Regions from separate parts of the Gossypium arboreum genome. Here region 1 is linked to region 2. The links are chromatin contacts, called in public Hi-C maps. All regions are on one chromosome and are shown on one strand. Each heading gives the region's core, a stretch centred on a gene start, on an enhancer-like site or on the middle of the called end of the contact. The rest is flanking DNA. Distances are from core to core; before and after follow the strand shown.

Region 1 (4,877 bases), core at 2,256-4,755, 240 kb after region 2:
ATGACTTTAATAAATACTCATAAACATTAAATTAATAAAATTCCTAACTTTATTGTTAGAATTGTGGTCCCGAACCACTATTTCTGATACCATTGAAAACGTGCTGTTACATGTGAGCTTGAACAAGCATGAAATAAATTAAGAGTGATGGAGTTTCAAGCTATCTGATGCGGAGAACTAGGCGTCCCTATAGTAAGAGGTTGTTGGTTGAACCCATGAGAAATTCTAATAGTCATTTACTAGCAACATTACGAACATTCAGATCCCATTATAAGCATTATTCAACTAGCACATGATCCTCTCGATTCATAGGGTCATTCTTAGCATAGTGTGAAGTATCTCTAATTCCCTTAACATATTTTGTCCCTCCAACTTCGAGTTAAGATAGATGATGTTGGGATGTGCAAGCCATTGCGAATAGGAAAAAGAAATTTTGGCGGAACTTCTTCTATCCCTAAAAAATTTTCTTTTGAAGATGATTAATGATGTTTTTATTACTATGTCTATTTAGAGACACATTTTGTAAGTATTTACTAACATTAATAAATTTGCATTTTTGCAATGATGTTTTTATTACTATGTCTATTTAGAGACACATTTTGTAAGTATTTACTAACATTAATAAATTTGCATTTTTGCTTTTATTATCACCGAGATTGATTCAAGGCTTCGTCGTCCTATTCATTTTGCTTTCATTTGCAATAAAATTAGTTTGGAATGTTTTTTGTGTAATAGCTTTTGTGTATGCACGTTTGTGCTTTAACATTTGTTGAATGGTCGTATTGCATTATTTCGAAAAAAACATGCATGCTTGTGATTGGGTAGGCAATTTTAGCCTAAATAGGTTGTAAGGTTTGTTCATACAATTCGCCTAGGTCTAAAAAGACAGTTTTATCATGGAAAAGTTAATATTGTCATCAAGGAGGGATGAAACCTTTTGCCTTGTCTTAGGTTGATTCTACCAAGCGAGATGATGCCTCTCGCCCTGGCTTTCGATAGTTCTACCAAGAGAGATGAGACCTCTCACCTTAGCTTTCCTGGTGTAAGGGGGGGAAAACCTTTGACTTCACACCTTGATCTTTAGTTGATTCTATCAAGGGGGACAATACTACTCACCTTGACCTCCATGGGCATAAAGGGGACGAGACATTGCACCTTAACCAATTCTTCAAAAGGGACGAGACCTTACACCTTAGCTTTCGATTGATTGTACCAAAGGGGACAGGACCTCACTCCTTGGTTTTTTTCTTTTCACATGCTAGATTGGGTCTTCATCACTCTTATCATTTATGCAAGATGAGCAAACGTTGACAGTGAAAGGAATTAACTATGAGATTGAGATGCATACGTCGTATATACAATGGAAGCATTTCTCAAGTTGAACCTAGATTAATGTCAATATGGTATTATACTAAACAAAAAATATAAATGGCATCTAATATAAAGTGAAGCCGTCATCGTATGAGACATGCCATCCACGAATACAAGGTGGTGCATTTTCATCATATTCTTGGCAGCAACTCCATCTTTTTTTCCAATTGGCGCGTCCAGTATTTGGTCTATTATTTTCGTTATTCCATTTGTAGACGATGACTCCAGAGCCATCCGTCCAGTCTCCATCAATCCCCTGGTGTGGAGGTGCCAATGCAAATAATCCTTTCTCTCCTGCAAATTTTTACAATGACTCTAAGCTTTAATTAGTCAAGGAATGTAACGGAATGGGACTGACTCTCTGCTTAAGAAATTAACTGATTCATATACATACACAACCAGATCAATTAGCAAGTGGAAAACATATACATGTAGCCAGGAAACACCATCATTGATTTTAATTCTATGATCTGATGGACTTTAACTGGGATTTAAGATATTTATAGCAAATCTTTCTATTGGATTTCAAGGATAAACTCTTTGTTATTCCTTCCTTTTTATCATAAAATTAAGAAAGAATATGAATATGATGATAGAAAGAGAATAACTTGTTTGTGAGTTGTGACGTATACATTTGATAAGATGAATAATATACCAGTGGCATGGCCGTGGAAGGAGCATGAAGTAGGGGAATTATCTGCATCAGAGTAGAGGGTTTTGCACCTTAAGCATCGCTTTTTTGCTTGGAATCCAGATACTCCGTTCGGTTTTGTTTGATCTGAATCCGAAGATAACTTTATTTTAACAAAGTCGAGAGCCTTTGATACATGCACAGATGGGGTGAAATTTATTAGATTCCAATCATCAAAATTGTCAATTTTCAGGCTTGGGAAATCAGAAGAATTTCAACGACTTTTTGGATGGGATCCTGGCATTTTTAGGTTGAGATGTCTCATTTGTTTGAAGATCTATCTCTTAGCTTCGAAATGCATTTTGATTCACTCAATTTTGAGTTTGGGAGCTCAAGTTATGACCATTTTAGTGAAGACTACGCGAGCAGAATTTCTAAGACGGGAATTACGAGTTTCGGGCTTTTAATTTGAGTTTAAATCATATTGGGTTTAAGTTTTAGGCTTAATTTTTATTATATATAAGCACAATATTTTGTTTATTAGCTCTTATTATTTTATTATTATTTTATTCCGAATTTTGATAATTATTAAGTATTTTAAGTTATTTAGAATTTTATGTTAACAAGAAAGTTTAGTTTAAAACTACTTCTTGTTTAGATTAAATTAGAGTTCTAGTATACTTAGGAGTTTTATTTAGATTTATTTATCTAGCCTATATATAGGCCTTTGCATTGTATCTGAGGAACAATTGATTATTATTCTATTTCTCTTTTGAGTTAATAAATTCTCTTTGAGTTTTTTCTTTTCAAGAATTTCTCTTGAGTTTCTTTTAGAAGAGTTTTAACAATCTTTTTAGATTGTGGGATCATCTTCAAACTTTTTCTTGCCAAGGTTTTTATCTTGGAGGAAATTAGAGCCGCTTGAAGGGGTTGTGGATTCTTCGTGTTTCCAAGGCTTCTTAGGACTTCTACACGCCACGTTCTATCTTTCCATTTATCTTCTTTATTCACTTCCTGAATCCTTGATTTATTATTTGTTTTAATTATTTTATCTAACTTGGATTTAATTTCGTTTCAGGTTGTGTCAAAAAAAAATCCAAGTTTCTTTCCGAACATCTAGAGCCCTAAGTCAAATCCGCGACTTTGACAAACTTTACGATCTGCTTTCGCGTTCATCCTTCTCAACCTTTATCAGCCTTGAACTGATAGTTGCAGTTGTAGATGAGGGTTTGAGAGATGCTGTATGCCAAAACCATAACTTTCACCTTTTGCCCTCCCTGTTTGTTTCCGTTTAGTATGGGTTCTCAATTATGCGGTGGCTTAAGACTTATTGAGATTCCACATCTACTGGCCAAGAAAGCAGAGATATAATATTTATCCATTTCCATATAGCCACGCAGCCCATCCCATGAGATTATAAGGTAGAAGGCCTGTCTGTCTAAGACTAACTAGATCGAACTTCAGTTGGAGGATGGAGAGTCCAAAAGACCAAGACATAGCCCATCTTACACTAGGTTCGCTTGCTTTTTCTTCTTTTTTTTTTCCTTTTTTTTTATGTTACAGTATTGTTATATTTTTTAATTTAATTGTTATCATTATTTTTATATTAATAATAAGTAAATGCACCGTTCATCGGAAAAAGTATGATTTTGGCAACGAAAAAGGTATGAAAAAGTCATACTTTGTATAACCATCGTAGTAAATAGTAATGGTCTTTAGTATAAGTAGGCGATATATTAGACAATTTAGGTTTTTCTTTTGAAAGTGATACTTTAGATAGTATAGATGTTGACTTCAGGGATATTAGGTGAAAATTAAGAAAAGAAAACATATTATAAAAAATAGATAAAAATAAAGAAAGTTTTTGCTAAATGATGAAATTAAGGTTTTGAATATTATAGTGTTTGTGGATTCAAGTTGCATGACATATAAATTTTTTTAGATTTATTCAAGATTTAAATTGATTTTTATAGATTTATATTAAAATATAAAAGAAACAAAGACACCATTATAAATTATATTTGTTAATTTTTAAAAATATTTTAGTTATCTTAATTGATTTATGATACTAACTCAATCAATAATTTAAATGTATTATAGAGATATAAAATAATTTTATACAATGCATTCGGTCATGAAATAAATATACGAGAATTTGATATGCTAAACACTAAATATCATTCTAATTAGGAGTCATCACTAATCATTTTAAATTTGGTACGATTACTTAATTATTAAATCTATTTAAACTAAGTTTTGCAACACTCATATTTTATAAAATAAATATATATATAATAAATAAAGTTAACACCAATATCTGAAAAATATATAAATCTTTACCATGTATCTATTTTGTAATTTAATTATTAAATTATTGAAATATATAATTATCTTTACAATAGAATTAATTATTTTAAATAAATTAAATTTAATATTTTTCTCAGCTGATTGATTCCGTTTAACTCGCAATGTCGAGGAGATAATAGTTTACCACGGAACTGTTGAGCCTTTTCGTTCGGCCGTCAAGTTAAGATGACACAAGTACTGAAGCCCAGCCCAATTCCAAGTCCAGTACATCTCACCCTCAGGCTCAAATACACTCTCCCTCACTTCCCACGCCAAAGAAAGCGATCTCCAGAATCAACGTAAGAATTAGGGTTGTGTTTAGAAATGGCGATGGCAGCGCGCGTCAGATCCACTCTCCCTATCTTTCACAGGCTTTTGAGATCCGATTCCCTGCCTTCTCACACTCCCAGAGCTACTCTTCACCGAACTCTACTTTGCCCCGAGGTAATTGTCATCTCTCATCGATTCCATTCTCTATTTTCTATTATATATTTTATCCTAGTTCAGTCGCACCTTCTTTTTTCCTATG
Region 2 (4,409 bases), core at 862-3,361:
TTCTTGTTTGGTCTAGCAGGACTTGTATAATGGTAAGAAAGCTACTTGCAAATAATGGCCTGTAACATGGTATATAACAACAAACATATATCACTTTTAAGTGTTCTAGACATGTCTTTAAAAACAGCTAAAAATATTTAATTGTTAAAGCTCGATTTGCTTCAATAGTTTCCAAAAATCTCAAGAAAGAAGCACTGCAAATTTCAATAATCTGAAAAAAAAAAAAAAAAAAAACATTTCGTATTTCACATTAATTTTTCAACATATTTGTATGCATGACGCTATCCTTAATTGTCTAAGTAAGACACTGACCACTTAATGATATTCACAAAAATTATTAGCAACTCCTTTTTTTAACCTTAATGGTGGTCAGCTCATATAGTCTTACGCTGTGAAAGCAGTATCTAAGCGTGCATGTGTGTCTAAAATGTATATACTACAAATATCATGATTCAAATTTTGGAAATGCACTTCAATGCATTTCTTAGTGCATATAGACATAAATTTAGTGATAATTTTAAGGTTCCCATTGACCAATAAATGTTTACTTGAAATCAGAAAACATTATTAAAAAGCGCTTTCCTAAGATATATTGAGAAAAATCTGAAAATTGTGAAGCATTTTATACATTAGAGAAGAAAACTCTGTTTTTCAAGTTCAGAAACCAGAATGTGAAGTGGGAACCAATAACTGTTTGATAATGAGGTCTGTCAGACTCTTAAGTGGAGGTGAAGAAAGGAAGGCGTATCTTAATTATCAGAAAAATATCCTGGTATGAAGTCAATCATAAACATGAACGAATTAAATTTTCTGGCAAATTTAGATGCAGCATGAGTCATTGCAATTGAATTATTGAGTACTTTATGACCTTATTGCATTTCCACATTCAGAAAGCTGAATAGTAACTCACATTTGCTCCTTACAAGAAATAATCAACTTCTTGTAGACAAGCATAATGACTTTTACAGAATGAAATTGTTCAGTTCGCAAATCCTTGTAAAATTTCTGCTCCAATGCACTTGTTATCTGATTAAAGGAAAAAATCAGAAGGCTGAAAATTAGATTTTGAACACCAATGGTTTTGATAAGTAAATCAAACCAAAAAATAAAAAGAAAATCATGATAAAATAGAACCAAAAACAAAGAGAACACGCCGAAAGCCTAAAGTATGAGATAGTGGCTCATTGAAAAATGAAAACCAACAAGGGTGTCGGTAAATCAAGATCATTTGGATGTGTACATTGAAAATTACATTCTAGCGTACAACCTTTCATATAATTGAGGATATCGAAACGTGGAAAAAAAGAAGCATCGGTGAAAGAAGCGTACTTTTGGAATACGAAGAGGATTCTTGGAAGCATATTCACATAGTTTACCAATCATTCGTTCATTAGGTTGTTCGTCCTACCAAATAAAATGGAAAAAGCTGTTTTTGTAAGGAAAAAGACCACGCAAATTCTTATAAAATTAGATAAGTAAGAAAAAGAAGATAAGATAAAGGCAGAAACCGGAGATCGAGGAAAGATATCGGCGAGAAATTTCTTGTAACGTTTAACGGGATGCCTAGATCTGGTGCTCAAGGCTGGGCAAAAAAAGCACAAACTCCCGCAGACAGGCATCACTCCCCTCGAAATCATCCCCATTTCCGCTCAAAAAACCATACACCTCTCTCTCCCCCTCTTTCTTTCTCTTTTTGTAAATATTATTAGTATATTATATATATAATTTACGAGCCAGTTGAAATGATAACGAGAAAGATCGATGTATAGATTAGAAAGAACGAATTCTCGGGGATCGGAGGGATGGAGAAGAGGATGGCCGAGGAAAAGTCTTACCGTAGGGAAATGCTATTCTTCTCTCTCTCTCTCTCTCTCTCTCCCTCTCCCTCTTTATATTCCGTCGTCTGTATATTTATAGTCTTCGCTTTTTGAGTTCAGAGTTGCAATCACGCAATTTACAGTACCCAAACAAATAATCAGGCAATTTACCATTTTACACCGAGGCCATGCCCGGTAAATGTGGGCTTTAAAATCAAATTTCAAGCCTCATTAAGATTAGGAGGTGGGATCAAAATACATGGGCTCATAAGTGGTAAATGTGGGATGGGAACCTTCGAGCATATAAATTTAGGTTAACGTTTATGGTATTTTTCCTATTTTCTATGAAGCATAACCAAAAAGGAAAAAATGCTAATGTTAGTTGGAAAGTTCTGATGTAGACACGAGTTCCTATAAAACCACAAATAATATATAAATTCTAGTCAAATAAAATGTGTCAAACATTTGGGCACATCACGCGAGACCCATGTCTATGTAGACAAAATATTAGGACCGACGCCTCTACTCTGTTTTACTTTATTAGGTAAGGTATTGTTGGATTAAACAGTTTTCTGTTGGTTTTTTATTTTTATGTGGATGTCCCTGTTTCCTCAACTAACTCCTTTATTTGTTCCTTATAAAACGGCATTAATGGACATCCACTCGTTCATCATTCATCAGGACAAAGAAATAGTCTCAATTTACATAGGGGATCTTGCTGTCCTTGAAGCAAGATCATGAGCCGTTTTTTAGACGCTTTATCACATCCCATCGCCACTCAACCTTGTATAACTCATGTTCTCCTCTCCCCTCTTACTCGTTTTCTATCCTTTCAGATTTACATTTTCATATATATATATAACTCAAATACATAAATGTAGCTTGAACCCGATTTGTTTGTTTAAATTGAATTGCTTAACAATAATATTATATCTAACCTGGTATAGTAGGAATGATAAAATTTGGATTGTTTTACTGATTTCATTTCAACTCATTATGGGTGAAAAGTTTTTCTTTAAAAAAAAATGTGGATGTACACAGTAGAATAAGATAATAGTGATCAATTTATTATAAACATATTTTTGGTATTTACATTGAACTTTTAAAATCGTTTCTAGCAAACAAAACAAAGTGCTTGAAAGAGTGATAGGGAAGTGGGCATTTCTCTAACACCAAATTTGGAAACTGAAAACACAAAGAACACACAGGAATTGTTTACACAGTTTGATTTCCCAACATTTGTGGAGCGTAGCTCAATGAAAAATATTTACTTTCTTCAACAGTTTCAACAAGTTATCCTAACCTATAACACACCTTGTAATGATTCTTTTCACTTTCAAACCTTGAAAAACAATACTTTCACCACTAAGTTCACCCCTGTGAACTCATCAAGTAAAAACCACAACACAATCAATCTTATTAATAGTTTCCACTCTAAGAAGAGTTCCTTAATGTGAACAACATAAGTGTTCAGTATAAAAACATTTACAAGTTTCTCCCTTAAATAGATTTAAGTTCAAGACTTGATAACATAGAAGGTCTATAACAATCTCATTAAAACAATAATACTATAACATGTTTACAATATAATAATAGAGAATAAACCAAATGTGGACTCTTGGCAGCTAACCTCTTAGAGTTTCAATCAAATCTAAATGTACATTTTGCAAGGGATTGTCTCAGATGATTTAATTCGATCCAATCTTTCATGTGAGTTTCCCAAGTAATATGATCTCTATTGATGGGCTATGTAACACCTCTAACCCATATTTGTCGCCAGAATAGGGTTTTAGAGTATTGTCGAGTAACCATAATCTAAATCATTCATTTTCAAACATTTCAAAAAAATCATAACATAATTCATCATTAACATGCATAGAGTCCCTTATTAAAGCCTTTGAGTGCTTAAAATCACTTTAGAAACAATTTAGGACTAAATCAGGAACATTTGAAAATTTTAGTAAAAGCTAGAAAAATTTTAACCGTAGGGTTCACACGGCCATGTCCCAGCCCATGTCTATGCCCATGTAACTCATTGACTTGGGTCACACGGCCAAGCCACACACCCGTGTACCAAGCCGTGTACCCTTCGAAATGGCCTCGCACGCCCGTGTACCTGGCCGTGTGGACCTAAAATGTGCCTTAAACAACAAGTTTATCATTTCCTACTTGCTTTGGCATTAAGCAACTCAAAAACCATTTGTTTAACCTATTCAAAACACGATCAAACACATTTAAAACATGCAAAAACAATCATATTAGGTGCGTAACTAGTGTACCCTCACTAGTACCTCATTTATATCATCAAAACATATCATCAATGCATCATTCAAATCAAAATTATAAACATGCCAAAATCCATCAATTTGGCCTAACTCATATTTACCTAAAACATTAACTTAAATTCACATGCACATATCAAGCTTTGGTTCAATTTACAGTACCATACTATGGCTTCAAACACAAACACATGTTTATATATATACCAAACCAACATTACACTTATAACCTCATTTACAATCCATCCACAAAATAACTATCATTTAGACATCCTAGGTACATGCTAGCACAAAAGGTAAGCATCACCACATT

What was found. A called contact is a pair of places that touch in the nucleus more often than the background predicts.
Region 1: a Hi-C map of leaf shows a contact between it and region 2, with 2.2 times the contacts expected there. The contact joins the promoter of LOC108477520 here to the promoter of LOC108461760 in region 2. A contact is called at or near these places in 3 of 5 Hi-C or Micro-C datasets (all in leaf).

What each region holds. Positions count from the first base shown.
Region 1 is chr12:84,881,019-84,885,895 of ASM2569848v2, forward strand. It overlaps LOC108477520, which reads right to left and starts at 3,506. Exons shown (of 4, transcript XM_053022930.1): 1 at 3,452-3,506; 2 at 3,160-3,241; 3 at 2,027-2,256; 4 at 1,436-1,665. The coding sequence starts at 3,506. The coding sequence ends at 1,436. LOC108479732 (ATP synthase subunit O, mitochondrial) reads left to right here and starts at 4,576. Exons shown (of 6, transcript XM_017782492.2): 1 at 4,576-4,792. The coding sequence starts at 4,673.
Region 2 is chr12:84,645,936-84,650,344 of ASM2569848v2, forward strand. LOC108461760 (protein SEMI-ROLLED LEAF 2) reads right to left here and starts at 2,112. Exons shown (of 20, transcript XM_053022538.1): 1 at 1,509-2,112; 2 at 1,330-1,404; 3 at 911-1,026; 4 at 1-59. The coding sequence starts at 1,643.